3 separate regions of the Mus musculus genome follow, and all the other regions are linked to region 3. A link is a contact called in public Hi-C and HiChIP or PLAC-seq data. All regions are on one chromosome and are shown on one strand. The core of a region is the stretch at or near the end of the contact, and the rest is flanking DNA. Distances in the headings are between cores, read along the strand shown.

The links. A called contact is a pair of places that touch in the nucleus more often than the background predicts. HiChIP or PLAC-seq counts read pairs in DNA pulled down with a chosen protein or histone mark.
Region 1: a Hi-C map of embryonic stem cells shows a contact between it and region 3, with 4 times the contacts expected there. The contact joins the promoter of Pitx1 here to the promoter of Slc25a48 in region 3. A contact is called at or near these places in 2 of 39 promoter capture datasets (embryonic stem cells and hippocampal neurons), 13 of 484 Hi-C or Micro-C datasets (all in embryonic stem cells), 3 of 115 datasets of contacts at active chromatin or transcription factors (embryonic hindbrain, embryonic limb bud and embryonic stem cells) and 2 of 9 other capture datasets (embryonic stem cells and liver).
Region 2: a contact with region 3 is called in a FOXA1 HiChIP or PLAC-seq map of pancreatic cancer cells. The contact joins the promoter of Tmed9 here to the promoter of Slc25a48 in region 3.

Annotation. Positions count from the first base shown.
Region 1 is chr13:55,830,136-55,832,964 of GRCm38.p6, forward strand. Pitx1 (paired-like homeodomain transcription factor 1) reads right to left here and starts at 1,290. Exons shown (of 3, transcript NM_011097.2): 1 at 637-1,290. The coding sequence starts at 805.
Region 2 is chr13:55,591,691-55,594,643 of GRCm38.p6, forward strand. It overlaps Tmed9 (transmembrane p24 trafficking protein 9), which reads left to right and starts at 1,445. Exons shown (of 5, transcript NM_026211.3): 1 at 1,445-1,667; 2 at 1,811-1,911. The coding sequence starts at 1,484.
Region 3 is chr13:56,436,626-56,439,707 of GRCm38.p6, forward strand. Slc25a48 (solute carrier family 25, member 48) reads left to right here and starts at 1,730. Exons shown (of 8, transcript NM_177809.4): 1 at 1,730-1,910. The coding sequence starts at 1,865.

The DNA of each region.
Region 1 (2,829 bases), core at 40-2,539, 610 kb before region 3:
TTTTTTAAAAGACAACTGGGGGATTTGTGGAGTCGAGAACCCACCCTGGCTGGACCCCTGGTGGCTCTGGGCTGAGGTGTCCACGTGGGCCAGGATCCCCGCTGCAGCAGGGTTCTGCCGGCTCTGCCGGGAGTCAGGCCGCGCCTCCTAGCTGGCTGGCTCTCGCTGTCCCCAGAGCTCGAGCTCGGCTTTACGGACCCCTCTCTTCTAGCCTGCTCTGTGACCCCACCTCTTCTTTTAGGATTCTTTCCTCCATCTGTCAAGGTGTCTCTTTGGGCACTTTGTCTGGCCACCCCTTCTACTCCCTGCACATCTGCTTCTCGCCCTGAGCCCCAGCGACTCCTCAGCAACCAGTTAGGGAAAACTCAACTTTTTTCTCCCGCGTGCTATCTGCTCCTGCTCCAGAGGGGCTGCCAGTCCCACTCAGGGCTTGGCGTGTGGGGGACTGTTTGGAAGTGACTTCGCGTGTGCGTGCGAACGCGCGTGTAAATTTCCGTGTTCATCGTCAGGTTAAGACCAGGGAGGAAAAAGAAAGCTCCTCGCTGCAGAGACGCAGAGGGGACCCGGCTGCGTGCCAAGCCGCCCGGTGTGCGCGGAGGCTGGATGCCCGCCGCGGGTTGGGGGAGCCGCGTTTACCTGGCAGATCAGCGTCGGACGATTCGCTGGCGGAGTTCTCCAGCGGCTCCCGGGGGTCGGCGGCGCGGGCCAGGTGGAAGCTGGGCCCCATGTCGTGCGGTGGTGGTGGCGGTGGCCGCAGCCCCTCCGGTAGCCTCTCCAGGCTCATGCCTCCCTTGAAGGCGTCCATGGAGGTGGGGACCGCAACGGGCGCTCCAGGGGCCGGGGCTGGGAGCTCCCGGCCGCCCAGGCTGCGACCTGTTGGGGACAAGAGAGTGGCGCCTAAGCGGCTGCCCCCCAGGGCTGCCCGCGCCCACAGCGACGCCGTTCGAGCTCCATCGACCTCTCCAGGCTGCGGGACCGGGTTCGGGGCTCGGGGCTCCGCCACGCGCTCCTGCTGCTCCGGCCTCAGCTGCCCGGCCGGCCCGGGCCCCAGTCCCGATTCGAGGCCGGTTTCTAAGGCTCGGGTCGGAGCCCGCAGAGTCTGTCTGAAAACGACAGTGCGCGCAGCCAGGTTCCAGCAGTCCCTGCGCCAGGGGTGGTGGGTGGGGTGGGCCTCGGTGGGAGGGGGCTGGGAGAGAAGGAGGGAGGGCGCGAGCGAGTGAGCAAGCGAGCGAGGGAGCGGGCGCGGGCGGAATCCAGCCTCGAGCCGCCCGCGCCGCGCCCTCCCCGCCGTCCTCCCTCCCTCCCTCTCTCCCTCCCTCCCTCCTGGCCTCGCCCGCGCCCTCCCCGTCGCAGCCACCTTCCCGCCGCCTCACCTCCCCCCCTCTCCCGCGGCCTCACCGCGCCTCTCCCTCCTTCCCCGGTGACACACGAATTTCTCCCTTGGCCGCACAAAAGAAACGCATCTGGCCAGCTAGCCCCGGGCGGCTGGTGCACACCTTGGGGGCCCCAAGTGACTTGTTTCGCTGAGAGTCAACTCCTGTCTGGGCCACCTCAAGTCCCCAGCCACGGGAGAGAACAACTTAGAATGAGTGAAGGTTCGCTGAGCAGGATCGCTCTGAGCCGGCGCCTCCGAGCCAGCGCCAGGGCAGTCAGTGGCAGAGCCGGGGGGCCGGTTCCCGGTTGCTGCAGCTCCCAGCGGTGGTGTCGTCCTCGAGGGGCAGACGGGCCCCTCCTACCTCAGTCGCTTCTCCCAGGAACTCGGGGCCGGCTGAGTGACAGCAGCCTGCGAGCTCTAATGGGCCCCGGATGCTGTCTTCTAATTAGTTTGGACCCTCTCCCCTAAGGCTGCTCTCATGGCCTTCCTCTCTGCACCGCAGTCAATTTTCCGGAATTGGGGTAGAGATGACGGCTTCTAATCAGACGAAACGTTTCTGTTGGCTCTAGGCCATGGCGAGTGGGACTGGAGACCCCAAGAGCCCCACCAGGCCCGTGGCCTTTCCACATCCCCCTTTGTTTTGCACCTACAATGATCAGGTCTTTGGCAGCCACCAGGTAGGCCTTGCCAGCCTCTGCCCTCCTTTAGGGTAACTTTGCTCCAGTGTGGGGCCTACTTTCTGAATTCTCAGGGCTTCAGCAGAGGCCTGGTAGGCCAGGTGACTGATGTCTCACAACCCTGGGCTGGGAGCTTAGGAAGCCTTTGGGTTTTCTCCCGATACACTGCTAGGAAACTGTAGCTCCAGAGCTCCCCCCTCCCCAAGCAAAGACTTTACCCTCTAGGCTCACAAGAGTGGTCCCCTCCTTAGCTCCTCACGCTCCAATGAAGTTTGTCCAAGGATTTTATCCAACAATTGTTAACTGGCCCAGGGACTTCAGCTTCTTGAGTAAACAGGTCACAACTGAGGTGGCCCTGACCTGCCTCTGTAGCCACGGAGGACCCCTAGGCTGTCTCTGGGCCTCACCTGCAGACCTCTCCCCTGAACCAGCCACTGATGGGGTAGACTAGGGCTTAGGAAAGAAGCACTTCTCTGTTCTCCAGTGTCCAGAGCCCAGGACATCATCTTCTCCTGTAGTCATTTCTTGGGTTGGCTCTACAGGTATGTTAGTGGTGGGGACTGCAAGGCTCTGCCTTTGGTCCTTCTCCTACCTTCTCTACCACCAGAGGGAAGTAGCTGGGCCCTGGATGGGTGCCTTGTGAGAATTGTGGGGGCAAGGGCAGACATGCAGGGTGGGGCCAGAACTGTCTCATACTCCCTTGGCCTTGCTTCAAGGTGCCCAGCTCCTTAGGGCCAGGTCTATTGAGGGAGACAGAATTTGGGCAAAGATGGAGGG
Region 2 (2,953 bases), core at 195-2,694, 850 kb before region 3:
CTCTCTGCACTATGAGCCTGTTCAGTAAAAGTTCCATGCATTCTTGTCTCAGCTACAATGTGGGACTCCCTCTTCTTGCCTGTGTGGGCTTTCCTTATCTCTATCAATCCAAAGCCTAGAGAGGAATGTGTATCCTTTATCAACCCTACAAGCATGAAGAGATTAATTTAATCCCAGCACTAGGGAGGCAGAGGTAGACAGAGCTCTATAAGATCAAGAAGGACAGCCTGGTCTGTTGTGATCATAAAAAGAGAGCGAGCTATAAGAATATGTTCTGGCGGGGTGTGGGGGAAGAGGTTGCCTTAGTGGGCCCATGCCAAGGCATCCCTTCCCCCTGAGGGACCAGACCACACTGGTATAGTATAGAATAGTTTATTTAGGGCATGGGGAAGGCAGTTAAGAGAGTAGCAGAGGCAGAGAGAAGGAGAGAGTAAAGAAGTAGGGGCTGGCCATGGCGACGTGAAGAGAGAGGGGAAGGGAATAAAGAGCAAAGGGAAAGAGGCAAGAGAGTAAGAGAGTAAGAGAGAGAGGAGGGGCCAAGCAGCCCCTTTTATAGAGCCAGGACTACCTGACTGTTGCCAGGTAACTGTGGGGCGGAGCATACTTGGCTTCTGCCAGGAACTGTGGGGGTGGAGTTTAGAGAGATACCAACATGGTCTACCTATCAAGGTCAGAGCCAGGCAGGGCTACATAGTTAGACTGTCTCAAGAAAAAAAAAAAAAAAGATGCCACAATGTATCTACTTAGTACAGACAAAGGTATTGGTGAACAACAAACACAAGACATACATAAACAACACAATGATAGTTATAAATCTTATTAATGATTAAATTAAATGTAAGTGGCATAAACCCTACAATTAAAAGGTAGAACTTGGCAAGATGGCGTTCAAAAGGCATGATCTAATTGCATGTTGCCCCTAAGAGGTTCATTTTGGAATATAAAGTAATGATATGAGTGGGAAAGAATAGACAGTGCAAATAGTAACCGAGAGTAGGATGGCTGAACATAGTGTTGTGTGCACCTTATATCCCAACCTTAAGAGTCAGAAAGATCCCTACAAATTTCAGGCCGGGGGGAGTTTGCATTGTAAATTCCAGTGAGGCAAAGCAACATAGCAAGACCCTGTGTCAAATCAAATAAAAGTAAAGAGGGATGGGGAGAGGATGGGCAAGAGGGAGAGTTGTATTACTATTGGGTGAAACAGGTTCGAACCTTGCCTCCGCTTATATGTTGCGCAGGCTGACAACTATTATCAGTCATCTCGCTATTTGGCTAAACCGAAGAAAATCCTTCCATTTTGGAGACCCCAGTCCTCAGCTTGCAGAAACCAGCCCCAATCAGGTACTGCCGCGCGGAGGCGTGGTGTATCTAGGGACTTGTAGTCCATGCGGCGGAACTCGCAGTCCCGGCAGGCACTGCGGTGGCCTCCGCTGGGCTACGTGGCTCGGCAGTCTGCGCCTGCGCAGGCAGGTGGGGCAAGATGGCTGCGGTGCGAGGCGTGCGGGTTGTCGGAAGCTCACCGGGTCTCTTGCTGGGGAGAGGGATGCGGGCCTTCCTGCTACTGCTGTGGCTTGCAGCCCGCGGAAGCGCGCTGTATTTCCACATCGGAGAAACAGAAAAGAAGTGCTTCATTGAGGAGATTCCGGACGAGACCATGGTCATCGGTGCGGGGGCGCAGGGAAGCGTTTGGGACAAGTCAGTGGTCCTGGGGCGGAGGGGGATGCGACCTGTTCCGGGTAGCTAGCCTGGCCGCGAACCCCGCACCTCTTCGAGCTTATTTCATCTTCCTTTTTCCGCCTGTCTCCAGGAAATTACCGGACGCAGCTGTATGACAAACAGCGGGAGGAGTACCAGCCAGCCACCCCTGGGCTTGGCATGTTCGTAGAGGTAAAAGACCCCGAGGACAAGGTAAGCTGGCCCTTACCCGCTCCGGTACTTCTTTGTTAGTTTCCTTATCTGTTCGATCGAGAATTTTAGTTGGTGTTGTGGGAAGATACCGGATCTTCTCTAGGAACTTGGGCCGCGGTTTCTGGACAGGTTCAGTTCACAACTTCTCAGTGACCTCTGAGTGACTCCCCCAATTCGGCTGCTTTCCCTAGCCTGTGAAATGGAAGCTCACTTACTCTAGCGATAAGTGTATTAATTGCAGTCAGTGATGGATACCAAAAAGTTGCTAATGCTAAAGTTGTTGTTTAGGCCTTAATTTCACAAAACAGAACACCTTTCAGTTTTGACAAATAATGTTTTAAAGACAAAAGGCAAAATAGTTTTGTTGTCACTAACCATCAGAATAGTTGTGGAAGTTATTTTTGACATCACCATTCATCCAAGCGCCTGGAGAGATGGCTGAGCATCAAGGAAGAGCATTTGCAGCCAGGCAAATGCTCTTAAAGCTGGCCCATGCCTTTAATCCCAGCACTTGGAGGGCAGAGACAGTTGGATCTCTCTGAGTTCCAGGCCAGCCTGGTCAACAGAGTGAGTTTCAGGACACCCAATGCTAACATTCACACAAATAAAGAAAAAAAAATACTTAAAAAAATTAACAGGCATAAAAACAAACAAACAGCCGGGCGGTGGTGGCCTTTAATCCCAGCACTTGGGAGGCAGAGACAGGTGGATTTCTGAGTTCGAGGCCAGCCTGGTCTACAAAGTGAGTTCCAGGACAGCCAGGACTACACAGAGAAACCCTGTCTCGAAAAACCAAAAAAAAACCCCAAAAACTAAAAACAAAACAAAACAGCAACATGGTGGTCATGCTGCCCCTGGAAGGTAGAGGCAGGCCAGCTCCGCCTGGGGAGCAGTTACTCGCCAGCCTGATGTCAGACCCTTCAACCCTGCCCCAGATTGTTGCGATCATTTTATGCCTGTGGCTGAGTACCCTTGGGTCCTTTAGTGCTGTGACGTGCCCAAGGCTCTCCTTGCAGACTCTTGTGGTACTCAGAGCTTTTAT
Region 3 (3,082 bases), core at 480-2,979:
GTTACCCTTAGGGCTGTGGCTGGGACCCCAAGCTGCATCCTCGCTGGGAGTTAGCTGGACACCCCTGAACACAGGGTCACCCACAGACACAGGGGAAGGCAGGACATTCCTAATGGAACCTAAAGGTGCCTCATGTGGCCAGCCTGGATGTCCCTGGACTGCAGCTGGGGGCTTTGCTGGGAGTGTGGTCTGCTTACAGAGGGAATCTAAGGCAGAGAGGACCATCTTTTGGCTGCAGCAGTGTGGGTTGAGCCAAAATCTGGTGGGGGATCTCCTGCCACTGAAACCCCCAGCTATGCCTGAAAGAGACTTTGCACCACCAGGTTCTCTGAGCACAGGGCTCTGAGAGGGCGTGGCTAGAGGAAGGGCCACAGTTGACAGGAATTACCTTGCCAGGTCAGCACAGAGCGACACTAACCCCCACCAAGTGTCATCTCAGGAGGGGGATGGAGCAGCAGTGGCTCAATGTGTGTATGTGCATGCATGTGTATGTATGTGTGCTGTGAATGTGTATGTGTGCTTATGTATATGTATGTACATGTATGCATGCACACATGTGTATGTATGTGCATGTATGTGTTTGCATGCATATATATGTGTGTGCACACATGTATGTGCTTGTGTGTATATATTTATATGTGTGCATGCACACCTGTGTGAGTTGTGTACAGGTATATCTATGTATGTGTGTGCATGTGAGTGTATATGTGTGTGCACGCATGTATGTGCATATGAGAGAGACAGTGTGTGTGTGTGTGTGTGTATGTGTGGAGAACCTTAAGTCTCCTATGCTGTTTCCCACTAAGCTGTCAAGTGCTCCTCCTGTCTATGAGGACCCCCCCCCCCCCACTCAACTCTGAAGTTCCAGGCACCCAACCATGTCAGGCATTTGTATGGGCTCTGGGACCCCAAACTCAGGTCCTCATGCGTGCACAGCAGGTGAACTTTCCACTAACCCATCTCCCCAAACTGTTGTGGATAGCCCTGGGGATAATTATATTTGATATTAATTCTGGTCTCCTGTGAGTGGATGGGAACAAGGAATGAGTCAGCCAGCACTCAGGTGGTTTCCTGTAAACCTGCTTCCCACCTTAATTTGTAAAATAAAGGCGAGCTGCTGATTGGGCAGATAAAAGGGAAGGTGGAGTGGAAGATGAGGAGAGAGAAGGAGGAGAAAATGGAAGGTGAAGAGCAGAAGCACATGGCCTGGAGAAACCTCAAGTTCTAAGGGGTCTCATAAACTGTGGAAGATGGTAGTGGAGTGGTAGATCTGCCCAATCTAGGCGCACAGCATGTATTCATATTAACTGAGTCATGTTTTCATTGCCCGGGCATATTTGGGAGGAGATTTACTGCAACACCAAACCTTCCGTTAGTAAGTGCAGGACTGTTTGCTTTAACACAGGTGAGTCTTCCAGGTGAGTTCTATTGCAGGCAACATTTGGTGGTTGTAAAGCGTCCGTCCCTCTTTCCGTCTTTTGATGAACTTTGCAAACTGTTAAACAGGGACCGGTTCCTCTGGCTGGCGCTTCCACCTGAAGACTCAGAAGCTGTACTGTTGGGGAGAGAGTAGTGTCAAGAAGAACCAAAGGAATTCCCCTAAGAGACTGGGGCCCCGCCTCCTGGATCACACCTTGTCGAAGTGCTGTGCCTTTAAGGTCTTTTGGGGGCGGGTTGTCAGCCACCCGCCCTCATTCGCTGACAGCCCGAGCGCGGGTGGCTGGAACTCGGAGTTTAGAGAAGAACTTGCAGGGTGACGGAGTCGCGCCTCTGCTGTGTTCCTGATCCGGTGGGGCCATGCCCGACACACACTGAGCGCGTGTAGCGCCGGCTGCGGGAGGGCGAGGCGCACGCCGTGTCGGTCATGGGCAGCTTCCAGCTGGAAGACTTTGTGGCAGGCTGGATCGGAGGTGAGTTTGCTTGCGAAAGACCACCCCCACCCCCGCACCACAGGGCAAACTGCCCGGCGGCGCCAAGCCAGCTGTTCGCACCCAGTGTGCTCAGTGCTTTGCATTGCCCATCCAGGAGTGAGCTACGCCTGTAGCACCGGGTGTCCCTAGCCCAGTCCGCTTGGCTGGTCCTGAGTTCCCTCCTAATTTGTGAAGCCAAGCTCTTTAAGAGTCACATCGATTTTCTCGAGCTTCTGATTTGCCTCAACTTAGGCTCCAACGTAACTCGGGTCCCATAATGATTAAACCGCTGGTCAGGGCAGACAACCAATGGAGTCACCCAAATATGCGCACACCCTTCAGTGACCGGGGGCATACCTGAGTTGGTGACATCTCCAAGTTACTAGCGCTTGGGTTAGCGCTTGGTTTGGCAGCTGAAATCCGGGTCTCAGGGCGGCCAAGAACTTGGACTTCAAGATCAGGTTGTCTTAAGGGCATTGATCCTGAAGGGAGCGGAGCCCGCAGGGTAGGAAGTCGAGCGCTGTGGTGTAGTGGCTCGCGACACTACAGCTGAGAGGAATCCCTCTGGTTTGGCCGCCTTCAGCACCCCCATCTTTAGCTCTTCTGAACTTTTTGGTACCCCACCCCAACCCCTCAGCTGTTGCTAGGTTCACCACCAAGCCGGAGTAGTTAACAAAAGTAAAGTTTCTGAATAAAGTCCAGCTGGAGCTTGCTGTGTCCTGAGGTCTCTCTCTGTCAAGTCAGAGGCTGAGAGCCTGAGTCTCTGCCTCAGGCTCCCTGCAAAGCCGGTCTCATAGCCAGTCACCTGCAACCCATGGACAGGATGCTTAGCAGGTTCCAGGTAGGCTGAAGTACCTGTGCTGTGTCTTCCAAGGTTTGTATTCTCCATTAAAAAATGCCTCCAGCTCAAGTGTATGATTTGATGATTTTTAGTAACTCCATCAAGAGGTAAAACACCCCTCTAAGCTGCAGAGTATTTTTATGCCTCATCTTCCCCGTGAGTCACAGTTGTGCCCCTGCCTCTCAGAACAGCCACTGTCCTCTACATTTGCTTTTCTTGGCTATTGTGTATTGAATCCTGCATCCCGTGCCCTTTGCTCCGCTTATGCGTATTTCTCTCATTACATAGCAACCCCAACGAAGTAGGTGCCTTTACAGCCTTATTCAGCAGA